Linked DNA regions of Mus musculus: all the other regions are linked to region 2. A link is a contact called in public Hi-C and HiChIP or PLAC-seq data. All regions are on one chromosome and are shown on one strand. The core of a region is the stretch at or near the end of the contact, and the rest is flanking DNA. Distances in the headings are between cores, read along the strand shown. Region 1 has its middle 67 kb from the start of Cd200r3. Region 2 holds the start of Ccdc80 (coiled-coil domain containing 80). Region 3 has its middle 64 kb from the start of Ccdc80.

Region 1 (4,609 bases), core at 1,980-4,479, 84 kb after region 2:
AAAAGGTTGTAGTATAAAGACAAAAGGTTATATAGAATTTCTACCAGAAACACGGGTGGCAACTACATGTAGAAGCTGCTACTTCTAACTCTGATATGTGCCCTACTGGGGCAGAGGATGAAGAATAGAGCTTGTTGGAATAGGTAACAGCATGGCACAGAAGTAATATGTGTCCCAGAGGAGTAAAGAGAGAACATGCCAATAGATTTAACTTACAGAACATAGAGTTCACTTTGTAGGAGACTAATTTATTTGATGCTGTACAAATTAAAAAAATAAACCACATAAATGACCTCAAATTCATGTTTATATGAATAAAGGAAATATCTCAAAATGAATACTCTTAATCTCATACAATGGGTCAAATGCTTTGTAAACATTCAACAACGTGCAGAACTTAGAAGCTTCTTGGAATTGGGTGTGGGAAACAAAAATAATGCTTGATTTCTGGAGAAATGTTTAAGGAAAGTGGTGGTTGGTTTTTGCTTATGTTTTTGTTTTGTTTGTTGTTTTTCAAGAGTTCATTAAAAAAAGCCATTCTGAACAAGTACTTTCTTAAGTTATCTTTTATTCCCTGGTTTCCTTCCATACCAGAGGAACAGTATCGTCAGTCCACAGGGTGATGCAGTGAACTTCCTTCCATTTATAACCAGAAGGAAGATGCTGAACCTTTATGCATTCTGTCTTTTCCACCGTTGTCTGCTGCTAGGATTCTACAGGCTTCCTGGGCTTCATTCATTTTTTTATTAGGTATTTTCCTCATTTACATTTCCAATGCTATCCCAAAAGTTCCCCATACCCTCCCACCAACCCACCCCCACTTTTTGGCCCTGGTGTTCCCCTGTACTGGGGCATATAAAGTTTGCAAGTCCAATGGGCCTCTCTTTCCAGTGATGGCCAACTAGGCCATCTTTTGATACATATGCAGCTATAGTCAAGAGCTCTGGGGTACTGGTTAGTTCATATTGTTGTTCCACCTATAGGGTTGCAGTTCCCTTTAGCTCCTTGGGTACTTTCTCTAGCTCCTCCATTGGGGGACCTGTAATCCATCCAATAGCTGACTATGAGTATCCACTTCTGTGTTTGCTAGACCCTGGCATAGTCTCAGAAGAGACAGCTCTATCTGGGTTCTTTCAGCAAAATCTTGCTAGTGTATGCAATGGTGTCAGTGTTTGGAAGCAGATTATGGGATGGATCCCTGGATATGGAAGCCTCTAGGTGGTCCATCCTTTCGTCACAGCTCCAAACTTTGTCTTTGTAACTCCTTCCATGGGTGTTTTGTTCCCAATTCTAAGAAGGGGCACAGTGTCCACACTTTGGTCTTCGTTCTTCTTGAGTTTCATGCATTTAGCAAATTGTATCTTATATCTTGGGTATCCTAAGTTTTTGAGCTAATATCCACTTATCAGTGAGTACATATTGTGTGAGCTCCTTTGTGATTGTGTTACCTCACTCAGGATGATGCCCTCCAGGTCCATCCATTTGCCTAGGAATTTCATAAATTCATTCTTTTTAATAGCTGAGTAGTACTCCATTGTGTAAATGTACCACATTTTCTGTATCCATTCCTCTGTTGAGGGGCATCTGGGTTCTTTCCAGGTTCTGGCTATTATAAATAAGGCTGCTATGAACATAGTAGAGCATGTGTCCTTCTTACCGGTTGGGACATCTTCTGGATATATGCCCAGGAGAGGTATTGCTGGATCCTCCGGTAGTACTATGTCCAATTTTCTGAAGAACTGCCAGACTGATATCCAGAGTGGTTGTAAAAGCTTGCAATCCCACCAACAATGGAGGAGTATTCCTCTTTCTCCACATCCTCGCCAGCATCTGCAGTCACCTGAATTTTTGATCTTAGCCATTCTGACTGGTATGAGGTGGAATCTCAGGGTTGTTTTGATTTGCATTTCCCTGATGATTAAGGATGTTGAACATTTTTTTCAGGTGCTTCTCTGACATTCGGTATTCCTTAGGTGAAAATTCTTTGTTCAATTCTGAGCCCCATTTTTTAATGGGGTTATTTGATTTTCTGGAGTCCACCTTCTTGAGTTCTTTATATATATTGGATATTAGTCCCCTATCTGTTTTAGTATAGGTAAAGATCCTTTCCCAATCTGTTGGTGGTCTTTTTGTCTTATTGACGGTGTCTTTTGCCTTGCAGAAGCTTTGCAACTTTATGAGGTCTGGGCTTCATTCATACTGAAGCTTTCATGGTTATCTGTGCCAGCTCCATTGCTTTGCTTAAGGAAAAGGATAGAGAGACTAGCCTAGCTGCTCAATGGTACTCTCCCTTCCCACTGTATCCTGTCCCTGGGTGACATCCTGTCCTAGCATAAGCTGTATTTGTGGATATTTTGGGACAGGAGGATGAGGCAATGTCGAGGACTCAACACTGACCAACTACTATATAACTATGGCTGCCATTAGCCAAAGATACCCATGCTTCCATACACACTAAGAAGCCAAAGGACCCATGAGGTTATAATACAGAAATGAGATTCATTGAACCACTGCTGGGTGCTTTCTACATCCTTAAGAAACTTAGATCTGGCGCCATCCTAAATAAATAAATAGTGACAGAACTAAATTTGGAACATTTGTTTCTTATTTAAATTGAATTTGCAGAACTAGAACTGGATAAAACTCAACAATTGAGGAATCTATTTTTCATCCTCCTTAAAGAGTAGTTGAGAATATCTGCAATTGACAGTGATGTTTAAAGTGATGCCATGGAAGGAAGGTTTCCTCGGGCATTCTCCCCTGCATACCACACTAAGAAATTAAACAAAGAAAGTAAGCCCAAGAAGACAAAATATAAAACAGCCAGCCAGAGCCATTTTCTTCCTCCTGTTATAGGACTTCTTGTAAAAGCACACAAATGAGTGTAGGACACACAAAACATGGATGAAGATAAATACGCAAGGAGCTGGGTAAGCAAAGGCAGCATTAGATAGCCCAGCACTAAAGCAACTTCTTCCAGGCTGGGAACAGAATTTCTTTCCCCTCAGAGATGAAAACAGAGTGGAGTCTGGGTTACCGACTGGGCCAGCACAGCACTCTGAAGCTCTGAACATCTGGGCTCTGGCTTCAAGAAGAACAATGCAATCTTCACATTCATTTGTCTCCAAAGACTCTCACCCCCCCTCCTCGGCCTGATAGGGTGCTTATCTGTTTTGAACATTCAGTCCTTCTTTGCAGAAAATTTTTCCAAGAGTAATCTCACCCTTCTTCCAGATTGCCAAACACAGCCTGGCTTCTGTATCTCCCAGCTGGAATCCTATTGGACACACATGCGTCTGGCTGGCTGCTCTGTCGGTCCGTTAACTCAGAAGCTTCTCAATTGAAAAAAAAAAAAAAAACAAAACTAACTTTTGATATTTGTTCTTGGTCATGGTCTTTCAGGCTCTTGTGAGTTTTCTCAAAAACATTCAAGACAAGGGGCTGGATGTAAGAGACCTGTGAAGACAGCCCGGCTCCGTCAGGACAGAGGGTGACTCTGTAAACTCAGAACTGTGCTGTTTCTAGACTGAATCACAGAGGCTTGTGGGGGACAAGGGTAAAACAGGAGGAGATAATCATTTAAAAGATCCTTGGGAAAAAAATGGGTTGACTTGATTTCTTATGGGATTGTAACCTATACAAGAAACAGCCTGGTATACTTGCTCCGAAGCTAAGCGTACTCAAGGGCCAATAGTCAAAACATATCACTGTGACTTAAAAAGCCTTCAGGCATTTACTCAATTCTTGTTGTAATTTCCAAAAACTGTCCAAAGAAAATCAGCATTGTATCTATCATTTCTCCCCTTTATGTTTCATATTGCCAGGGTGACCAGGCTTCACTCACCATTAGGTGAAGTCCCTAGTTAGCTATACACATATATATTGAAAAACAGATTGAAGGTACAAAGGGAACCCATGCACACTATTTCACTGGATTGCCTAATGAACATGCACTGACCAGCAGCTCTGTATTGCCCTCCCCTCCCCTCCCCTCCCCTCCCCTCCCCTCCTCTCCCCTCCCTTATTCTGCACATGGTGTTGTTGCTTTTTAGTGCTGGGATTAAATTTAGGGACTTGAATAGTCAAGGCAAGTGCTCTACCACACCACTAAGTTACACTGCTAGCCCTTGCCTTTAACTGTTCTAGGCTTGGGAACTACAAATCCAGGAAGGATGGTGCACTGCATGCGTCTAATCCGGCAGCATTCATAGACAGAGCTTGAGGCAAGAAGACTGTGAGTTCAAGGCCAGCCTAGAGTGTCTGGAGAGATTCTGCCCCTGCCCCCAGCACTGCCAAAAGGGAAAAAAAAGACACAAAGGAGAACCCTTTCTATTGATGATAAACACTTATCGAGGCAGTAATGTACCTGACTCTATAAGATAAAATCTACAGTCCAGGATCATGGGGGTTTCTACACCTCCTCAAATGTTGGTGAGTAAAGAAAAGTAGAAAACTAATTTACAAATGATTGTTAACTCAGGAAGGAGTTTGGTCCCTCAAACATTGGTGTTTTACTTATGGACCCAGTGGGTTACCTTCCTCAAAATGTAGAACTGATAGCATATAAACTCTACCCAGGGCTATTTGGTTTGGAGCATTACTTCTAATT
Region 2 (5,049 bases), core at 1,484-3,983:
TGCCTTCGAAAGACCCCAACAGGTCGGCCACTGACTTCTTGGGACTTGGAGCGAGATGTTTTGCGGTGGGCTTCTGATTGTCATCCTGCTCTGTCTTACCCGCCTTTTTCTTCTTATTCTTGTCTTTCTCCTGTTTGGTCTTTTTCTCAGCTTTCTTCGCTTGCTTTTCACTCTTGAGTAACTTGTCTTGTTTTGCACTCTTCCCTTTTTTCTTCTTCTCCTTCTCAGGTTTCTCGAGCTTTTCAAGCTTTTTCGACTCCTTGGCATTCTGCGAGGGAACGCTATCCACCTGCCGCTCCTCCTCCCCCTGAGAGGAGGTGGGCTGGCTGAGGTCATACTTGTCTTCATATTCGTTGCTGAGAATTCTGTCCTTCTTTTTGGGCAGCTTCCCCTTTACTGGCTTGTGAGGACCTGGCACCGCATTTGGGTCCTGATGGCCATGTTCCCGTTTGTCTGTCCGGTTGTCCCGGAAACGGCTTGTGCCCACAACTCTTGCGCTGACCTCCCAGAGGGTGGGAGGTGGGGTGGCTGTGAAGCTTCCATAGTTGGTGGCTTTGCTGGGCCTCCTGGTGGCCTGTGGCTTCTCTCTCTGTTGCTCCTTCCGAGGTAGAGGGTATAGCTGCTCTGAGACGGAGGGGCCCCTGGCAGTGGTCACCTCTGCTGTTGCAGGGGGCCTGTGGGAGACTGAGAAGGGATGCAACCGGGATGTCCAGGGCCTCTGGGTAGCTGGATAGGCAGTGGTGGTTGTAGGTCTTGCGGCTATTGTCACTACCCGGGATGTGGCCCGAGTGGCTGTCGTGACTGGAGCAGGAGGAAGGGTGGTGGCCCTTGGAGTTGGGGGAGGCTGAGGAGTGGCTGCCTTGCTGGTGGCCTGCTTTCTCGGAGCCTCTCTGGTGGGGTGGACTTGTGTTCTCCTTGGGTCCTCTTTCCTCTTATCACCGCCCAGGCCTGTACCTCCTGCTCCTCCACCGCCCTCGTTTCCTTCCTGGACTACATGGCCCTCTATGCCCGAGGCCTTACACTTTTGGACAAAACCCTTCTGCCTGATTTTCTCGATCCTGCGGATGGGACCTTGATCAATGACCTCATACATGGCTTCCAGCCTGACCGGGTAAGGGTAGCGCTCCTCCACCTGCAGAGTCTTTTTTAACAGCACCATGCTAAACTTGCCCTTCTCCAGTTTCAAGAAGCTCATCAGCTTTGGGATGAGATTGGGGTCCAGAGGCTGCTCCAGGATCTGCCCTTCATTGGTGATCCTCCGTACCTTGCCCCCTTCCTCGCCTGCCTGGTGGAAGAGCACAATCTGTTGGATGTGCCTTTCTGCCAGCTCACAATACACGTCGTCCTTCAGGAGGCTCATCATGAGGCGGTAGTAGCCCTCTGAGGCGTGAGGGGCTGAGATGACCCATACCCTGTTCTTTCCTGCAAAGCTGGCCAGGATATTGGGAGAGCTAGATCCAGAGGGGAATCGCAACATTCTTGTCCGAGCAGAAGACCCCTCATCTCGGACCATCTCACGCGCCGAGCTCCTAGCTATGGGTCTCACCTCAGGTCTGACTGGAACTCCATTGATACCTGAGGGGGGTGGTCTCATGGTCGGGTGAGCTAATCTCAACACTGGTACACTCTTCCTCCTTTGGAAAGGCTGAGGATTTGGTTCTTCCTGGGTGGATTTCTCAACTCCACCAGACCTCCCGGTGTGCCTCAGATACCGAGCTGACCTACTGCTGATTGGAGAAACCAAAGGTACTTTCCGTCCAGTGTGGCTGTCGCTATCCAAGGCAGGAGAATGAGATGCTGAGCCACACACCAGCCACATGGCCAAGAGCGTGGTGAAGTGGGGTCCCATTTTCCACATCATTGTATTATCCACTTGGGGACGCAGAGGGGGTATAATACAAAAATGAAAATAACATAAAATGAGAAGGGAGAAAAAGAAAAGAAAAAAAGTCATTAATTGCAAGCAGAGCTGGGCATGATCTCTTTCTCTAACTTGGCCAAAAAGAAAGGGCAGGAGATAGTTAAAGAAGAAAAAGGAGGGCAAGCAGAGGAGGGCAAACAGAGAGAGGGCTTCTCTTAAACTGCTGCGATTGTCAGTGCTTAGCAGAGTCAGTCTTTAAGCAGGAAATCCAGCTTTGATTTACAGGCGGCAGGCATGAGGCACGCCTGCTCTGCCTCAGCTGTGCCCAGATGCACCAGAGACTGTGTAAACTGAGCATGCTAATTATGAATTCTAACTGTGAATGTGCATTCACACTTCATGTCTTCAAACAAGCAACAAGGAAACAAACACCAGAGAGCAAGGTTGGCACACTTACACAGTGGTTCATGGAGATGCTTGCAGAGGCTTTCCAGAGAAACGTGAAGGTTGGTCCCCAGGACAGTTTCCTAGGTGAGATCGGTTCCTTCCTGCTCTCTGTCTCCTTGTCTGTCTGCAAAGCAGCCCCAGGGAGCCCAGCCTGGGCCGATTCCTTTTGCTGGCTGTGTCTTTTACCTTCTGGTCCAGTGGGAGGAGGTGAACGCTGCTGTCCTTGGGACCGTTTGTATCTCCATTTGTCTGCAGTTTCTCCTGGGTCTGTGTGTGCCGGTCCTTGGTTGCCACAGGGATCTTCCTGAAAGTGAAGTCCTAGTGATTTCTGAATCTCGCTCTTCCCTTCTGTGGAGTTTTCCCAGAACTTCTTATCACCCTTCCCCTCCTGCAGTCTGGCCGAGTCCCTTTGTTTCCGAGCGTAAAAAAAAAAAAAAAAAAAAAAAAAAAAAAAAAACACCAGGATTAATATGTTTTCCAGGCTGAGGGAAAACAGAGAAGCCTGAATGTGAAAAGGGACAATTTCCCCCTTCCCTTCCGTCTCTCCTCCCTTTATTTCCCCCCACCTTCTCTTCTCCCTTTTCTCCCCCTTCTCCTTCTATTTTTTCCTCATCTGGATTCCATCCCAGAAATGTCAGGGCTACTTCAGGTTTGCTCCAAACCAAACTCAAACAACAGCACTGGAAATCAAGAAAACTTCACTAAGAATTTAACAGATCAGCAAAACACGCCTCCTTCCCCTCTCAGTACATGGAGAGTCTGTGAACCTGGAGAGGAAGGAGAGGGCTGTGCTTGGGCTGGGAAAAGTTTTGAAACTCTACACATCATTGTAAATCACCTCAGAATAGGATGACTGAGGACTTAACCCCTTCCATACCGAGCCATGGGGCGGGACCTTCCCCCTCCTGTGGATTCTCACACTACAGTTTGAGAAGGGGAAAGTCCTCAGGTTGCTCCATCTGACTGGGTTCCCTAGAGACAGCTGCTCACTTGGGCCACAGATATTGGCATTGCATTTCGAGACAGTATGCATCTATTTATAGTTCCACGTGTATATTTTTATCTCTTTCTGCCTGCTTTATGCTTTGAGTTCTGGGTTGGAAAAGCCCATGGAAAACATGACTAAGTTGTTTTTATATTATGCTAATTGGGGCTCAAGTTACTGTGTTCTCGGTCCTTATTTCTCCTTGGGATGGGGGTGAAGCTGGTAAAAGGTTAGCAATGCAGGCAAAGGCTGCTGTCTCCTGAGACTGCAGTTGGACATTACATCAGGGAATGGGCATTCTGGCTCCCAGCTTCTCTAGAAATGGTGAGCTCTCTCTCTCTCTCTCTCTCTCTCTCTCTCTCTCTCTCTCTCTCTCTGTGTGTGTGTGTGTGTGTGTGTGTGTGTGTGTGTTACAATATTCAGCTCTCCAGATGCTTTAAGAACCTAAAATGCTTAGTCAGTCCCTAGAAGTAGATGTATGCTTGGCTGGGAAGGTGCCTCAGCTGGTAAAGTCTTTGCTTCTCGCAGTATGAGAGCCTGAATTCAGATCCCCAGCATTTACAGAAAAACTGGGTACTGAGGCTGTAACTCTGGCACTGAGGGAAAAGGAGCAGAGGCAGGTGGGTCACTGGAACTCACTCCTCAGCCTTTCTAGCTGATACAACCAGCTCTAGGCTCAATGGGAGCCCCTGTCTCAAAAAAGTAAGGTGGAGGCGCTAGTCGGACTCACTGGTTAAGAGCATCAGTTGCTCTTGAAGAAGACTTGGGTTTGATTTCCAGCACCACATGGTGGCTCACAATCATCTGCAGCTACAGTTCCAGGCAATATGGACCGTTCTGACTTCTGCAGTCACCAGACATTGCCTGTGTGTGTGTGTTCATGAGCACACACACACACACACACACACACACACACACACACACACACACACACAAAGGAAAGGCTTTCATACACATTAAATAAATAAGGTAGAGAGTGGCTGAGGAATATAACTGACATCAGCATCTTAACTCCACTCCCTGCAATGTGTGCACGCATATGAATGTGAACAGATGCACATAAGACACACAGCCACACAAACACACAAAGAAATAGTCATATAAGGCTCTACAGGAGAGACTATGGCAGCTTTCCCACTCACCTTCTGGGTCTGTCATGAGGACTCAGCGTTAGGGGAGAAGAGAAGACATCTCAGGTCCCGTGGGCATTTCTCCCAACCTCTCCAAATTTATATTAACTGTCGACAACAGTGGCAGCCCAGGCTCCACCAAAACCCGGTGAACTAAGCCATACAAACAGCTCCCCTGGATGGGTGAAAACCTCATCCCTAGTTGCATCCATCCCACAACCAGCTCCATCCCTCCCAGTTACAGGCGTCTTCCCTGCACATAAAGAAAACTCTGAGCACAGAGTTGAGGAAATTCCTGTAGGTGGTGTTGGATATAGCACTCTTATGTCATTGTTTAGAGTGCACAGGATGCCAAACAGGAATGATGCCCACCATGCTCCACTATGTTCATAGCAGCATTATTTATAATAGCCAGAAGCTGGAAAGAACCCAGATGCCCCTCAACAGAGGAATGGATACAGAAAATGTGGTACATCTACACAATGGAGTACTACTCAGCTATTAAAAAGAATGAATTTATGAAATTCCTAGCCAAATGGATGGACCTGGAGGGCATCATCCTGAGTGAGGTAACACATTCACAAAGGAACTCACACAATATGTACTCACTGATAAGTGGATATTAG
Region 3 (4,590 bases), core at 1,161-3,660, 64 kb after region 2:
TGGTGGAAAGAAAGGTTCCAGTGGGAGGGGATATGAGAAGGTAGTGGGTGATGAGTGTGATCAAAAGGCTTTGCATATGCATGTGTGAGACTGTCAATCCATAAGTTAAGAAGCATCCTTTAAAAGAAAATTGCAGGTGAAAGTTAATTGGAATGTGATAACCATTTTCTCCCTAAACATTTGGCTTCAATTGATCCTATGAATGTGTAGCCATGTCAGTATCTTACCCAACATAATCATTGAGCATGCTTCTATGTTTGTCTGAATAGTTGGCTTTAGGGCCTCTGAGAGTTAACTAATAAAATATACTTTTATTATATTACTTATAGTATAAAAGTATACTAGTAAAAGTATCTACTAATATCAAAAGCTTCCCAGAACCATAAGGAAATTATACAAACCTTAAAATTGTGAATCCTTGAGAGAAATTGAAAATGGCAAATGGGGAAATCAGGCCGACATGGTGCTAGAGAAGTAACAGAGTTCTACATGCTAATCCATGGGCAGAGAGAGAGAGAGAGAGAGAGAGAAGAGAAGAGAGAGAGAGAGAGAGAGAGAGAGAGAGAGAGAGAGAGAGAGAGAGCAGAGTAGTCTGGCATGGCCTTTTGAAACATCAAAGCCCACCGTCAGTGACACTTCCTCCAGTGAGGCTTCCTAATCCTTCTAATCCTACCAAAGATTCATTTAAATATATGAGCCTAGAGGGGCCATTATTACTCAAAGCTCCACACCAGGGCAAGAACTGGAGGTAGAACAAGTATAAACTTTGATTTTAGAGAATTCAAAAGGGACTTGTCTCCACAGCAACCACTTCCAACAAAGTCACCCAGGAAGGAAAAGCACAGTAGGAACCTGTCTCACAAGTACTTGAGACACTTTCCTGTGTGTGACCCTCCTATTTATTAAGCCATCCAGGGAGAGAAAATTGCCTCAAGCAGTGGAGAGGAGAACTATTTGCTTCACAGAATTCACATCTAGTTAAAAGTCATCTGGTAAAAGCTGACATGCTTCTGAAGTGTGGTGGGGATTTGCAGAACAACAAAAAGGTCCCAAGTTGTTGGCTGAAAACTCAGAATTCAGAATAGAATCACCCTAGGGACCTGCTCTAACGCAATAAATTCAATCCTGACCTGGCTCAGGCCTTAGACAGTGTTACTTGGCAGCTGTCTAGGTACGATCATAATGTTTACTGTGAAGCAATAAAACCTTGCAACTGTTAGAGTCCAAGGAAGTTACTAGATTTGCTCATAGCTTTACTCAAGTATTTTTAACTATTTCTCTTTTTTTCTAGGCTGGCCATTTTCCTATTTGATGAACATTTTAGGTACCCTCATGAACATACACTATTACACATCATCGGTTGTAAACACTGAAAAAAAAAACAACTTAAGGATTTAAAATTCTTTTTTTTTCAATTTTTTATTAGATATTTTCTTCATTTACATTTCTTTTTTATTATATATTTTCTTTATTTACATTTCAAATGCTATCCTGAAAGTTCCCTGTACCCCTCCCCGCCCTGCTCCCCTACCCACCCACTCCCACTTCTTGGCTCTGGCATTCCCCTGTACTGAGGCAGATAAAGTTTGCAAGACCAAGGGGCCTCTCTTCCCAATGATGGCCGACTAGGCCACCTTCTGCTACATATGCAGCTAGAGACAGGAGCTCTGGGGGTACTGGTTAGTTCATATTGTTGTTGACAAAATGTGGTGCTTTCTCGGGCAGGGGAAGGGGTGAGTAAAGCTCTTTGAAATGGTCAGATGGGTTACTCAATGCCCTACTCATGGTCAGATGGGTTACTCAATGTCCTACTCATTTTCTTCTCCTTCAAAGGTCAGAGACAGCAGGAAACCCAACTCAATTCTGCCATCTCTGCAGCCTGCTGAGTCGCTGCCAGGCCCACCACTCAGGTGGAACCAGGATCTAGCTACGCACACACACACACACACAAATACATATACACAATTTCAAGATAAACTTGACATAAAAGACAAGAGTGTGCATTCAAGGGATTGGTACATACTATTTCTGCAGTGACAAAGAGCATGAGATCTATGTCCCAACAAGACTGTGTCTGTTTCTCCATAGAATGTTTGGCTTTTGAATTGCACTGTTAAAAACCATCTAATCTATAGCTAAACTAAGGTTTAAGTAAAAAATGATGTTTTGGGTATGCTTATTTAAGGAAGGTGGAGTTTTCTTGTAAATGAGATTATAAAGCATTTATTGGCCAAATCACTCAAGTTTTCAGATAAGAGTGGGGAGCTAATAAGATAAACCCTCAATCGCAAAGGTCAAAGGAGTTCTTACTATACATGGATCTCCAAGACTCAAGACATATGTTTGGTAGCTAACATGGATGGAACCTTGTTTGTGCAACTTTCTCAGAATAAAAAGAGGATAGCACTTGGCAGGAAATTTCATCAGCTGTGTTGAAATTCTTGACTCTCAGCCAACAAGAGACTTAAGATCCAGAGGCAAGATGGGTTCTTTCCCTTTCTCTTGTTGCCTCAATTCTCTCATGTAGCTTGCCTTACAGTGACAAGTTATCACAGTCCATAGGGGGTTGGGAGTGGGAGTGGGATTGGGGGTTCTGTTATTCTCCTAGCATAGACTTGTGGTCAATATCCTACAACAAAGGACAAGCTAACAAGAGAAAAATATGCTGTATTTATTGAATCAAAAGGTTAAAAAATATAAAGGGTTTTGTGTGTGTGTGTGTGTGTGTGTGTGCACTGGATTGTCTACATAAGTACCACATAGGCAAGAAAGGGATATCAAATCCCCTGGAACTGGAGTTACAGGTGATTGTGAGCTGCCTGATGTGGCTATTGCGAAACAGATGCAAGTCCTCTAAAGAAGTAGCAAGCGGCTTTAGCTGTTGAGCCATCGTTTATCGTTTCTCTAACCCCTATCATAACCAAAGTTTTATGGAGCACAGCACCCTACATAAGTGTCTATGCTTAGATTCATCTAAGAATGGACAGTAGTGTAGACGTGTTATTGGATGAAAGGCTATGACAAATGGTGACAAGCTGAGGGACATTCAACCAGGCTGCCTTGATTCCTGTCCTGTAGGAAAGGATACCACCCAATACTCTGAGGTCCTATGGGGAACACCAGACTCAGAAAGAATTTTCTCCAAACTCTCCGTATTCACTTAGAGAGAGCTGCCCTCTAAACAAACTCACAGTCAGGAATTCTCAGTCCCAACATTAACACTCATTAGGGAAGATGAACTTGGGTGACAGGCAGAAAACTAGAGAGAGGTTGGTTGACACCATGACAATTATCGATTTTGTTATTACCTAAAATACTTTTTAACCTACATAAATATTCTACTACTCTCTCCCTCCCCTCCCTCCCTCCCTCCCCTCCCTCTCTTATAACTCATGACCACAGCCCTCAGATCACACACACACACACACACACACACACACACACACATCCCACCACCACCACCACCACTACTTCTTTCTATATTTCAGCTTCCATCATCAGACATGTCTTCAAATCCTATATTTTGTGGAACTCTTGCATGCATGAAGGCACCTAAACAGTTTTCTCTCCTGACAATATGCTCTATGCCAATTTAGATTGTATCATGGGCAAAAAGCCTGGGAAGGAATGAGGAGGCCATTTCTTCCCCCCTAAAAGTATTCTTTCTTCCCAATGGCTAAGGCAGAACCCATCTGAAATGAACTTCATATGGTCTATTTTCAAGAGAAATTCAGAGAATTTCTTTTTTTAATTAGATATTTTCTTCATTTACATTTCCAATGCTATCCCAAAAGTCCCCCCTACCCCCCCAACCCCCCTACCCACCCACTCCCACTTCTTGGCCCTGGCATTTTCCTGTACTGAGGCATATAAAGTTTGCAATACAGATGGGCCTCTCTTTTCAATGATGGCTGACTAGGCCATTTTCTGATACATATGCAGCTAGAAACACGAGCTCTGGGAGGGGGGGTACTGGTTAGTTCATATTGTTGTTCCACCTATAGGGTTGCAGACCCCTTCAGCTCCTTGGGTACTTTCTCTAGTTCCTCCACTGGGGGCCCTGTGTTCCATCCAATAGCTGACTGTGAGCATCCACTTCTGTGTTTGCTAGGCCCCAGCATAGTCTCACAAGAGATAGCTATATCTGAGTCCTTTCAGCAAAATCTTGCTAGTGTATGCAATGGTGTCAGTGTCTGGAGGCTGATTATGGGATGGATCCCCGGGTATGGCAGTCTCTAGATGGTCCATGGAAGGAGTTACAGAGACAAAGTTTGGAGCAGAGAATTTCTTTATGACCAGACCTGGGAGCAGAGAGTCCAGAGTGACCTAAAACCCTTCCATTTTTCTTTAGTTCAAAGGACCTCGGTGTTGAATTTTCTAGGCCTTCACATTGCAAGCAGAGTAGAGTAAAACAACACAAATATGTTACTTTACACCTCTGAATGACAGAGTCTACAATGGGTCTCATTATGCTTAAATTAAGTACAGAAAATCCAGCTTCTTGTTTCTCAAGGCCACTGGCATTTCTTGAATTCTTTCTACATATCCAGAGTGAGCAGTGCAGTAAGTTCAAATCTCTTCTTCCTATCT

What was found. A called contact is a pair of places that touch in the nucleus more often than the background predicts. HiChIP or PLAC-seq counts read pairs in DNA pulled down with a chosen protein or histone mark.
Region 1: an H3K27ac HiChIP or PLAC-seq map of heart atrium shows a contact between it and region 2, with 14 read pairs. The contact joins the enhancer-like site here to the promoter of Ccdc80 in region 2. A contact is called at or near these places in 2 of 39 promoter capture datasets (3T3-L1-derived adipocytes and embryonic stem cells), 1 of 15 datasets of contacts at CTCF or cohesin (CD8 T cells), 5 of 484 Hi-C or Micro-C datasets (cortical neurons, embryonic fibroblasts, macrophages and 2 more), 8 of 115 datasets of contacts at active chromatin or transcription factors (CD8 T cells, bone marrow-derived macrophages, embryonic fibroblasts and 4 more) and 3 of 9 other capture datasets (adipose tissue, liver and pancreatic islet).
Region 3: a contact with region 2 is called in a Hi-C map of beige adipocytes, with 5 times the contacts expected there. The contact joins the enhancer-like site here to the promoter of Ccdc80 in region 2. A contact is called at or near these places in 9 of 39 promoter capture datasets (the 3T3-L1 cell line, 3T3-L1-derived adipocytes, the HPC-7 cell line and 5 more), 2 of 15 datasets of contacts at CTCF or cohesin (CD8 T cells and the G1E-ER4 cell line), 47 of 484 Hi-C or Micro-C datasets (the BV-2 cell line, the Ba/F3 cell line, CD4 T cells and 34 more), 15 of 115 datasets of contacts at active chromatin or transcription factors (CD8 T cells, the HPC-7 cell line, acute myeloid leukemia and 10 more) and 3 of 9 other capture datasets (adipose tissue, liver and pancreatic islet).

Annotation. Positions count from the first base shown.
Region 1 is chr16:45,008,386-45,012,994 of GRCm38.p6, reverse strand. It overlaps a transcript of Cd200r3 not described here. Among named protein-coding and RNA genes, the nearest start is that of Cd200r3, 67 kb to the right of the region's middle. Within about 2 kb of position 3,229, at least 20 of the 459 cell types and tissues checked have an H3K27ac peak or open chromatin away from gene starts, as enhancers often do. A contact at or near this core is called in adipose tissue, fibro-adipogenic progenitors, heart atrium and 1 more, where this site is marked.
Region 2 is chr16:45,091,695-45,096,743 of GRCm38.p6, reverse strand. It overlaps Ccdc80 (coiled-coil domain containing 80), which reads right to left and starts at 2,733. Exons shown (of 8, transcript NM_026439.3): 1 at 2,319-2,733; 2 at 1-1,872. The coding sequence starts at 1,861.
Region 3 is chr16:45,027,526-45,032,115 of GRCm38.p6, reverse strand. It overlaps a transcript of Cd200r3 not described here. Among named protein-coding and RNA genes, the nearest start is that of Ccdc80, 64 kb to the left of the region's middle. Within about 2 kb of position 2,410, at least 45 of the 459 cell types and tissues checked have an H3K27ac peak or open chromatin away from gene starts, as enhancers often do. A contact at or near this core is called in 3T3-L1-derived adipocytes, ECoMG-derived neutrophils, the HL-1 cell line and 12 more, where this site is marked.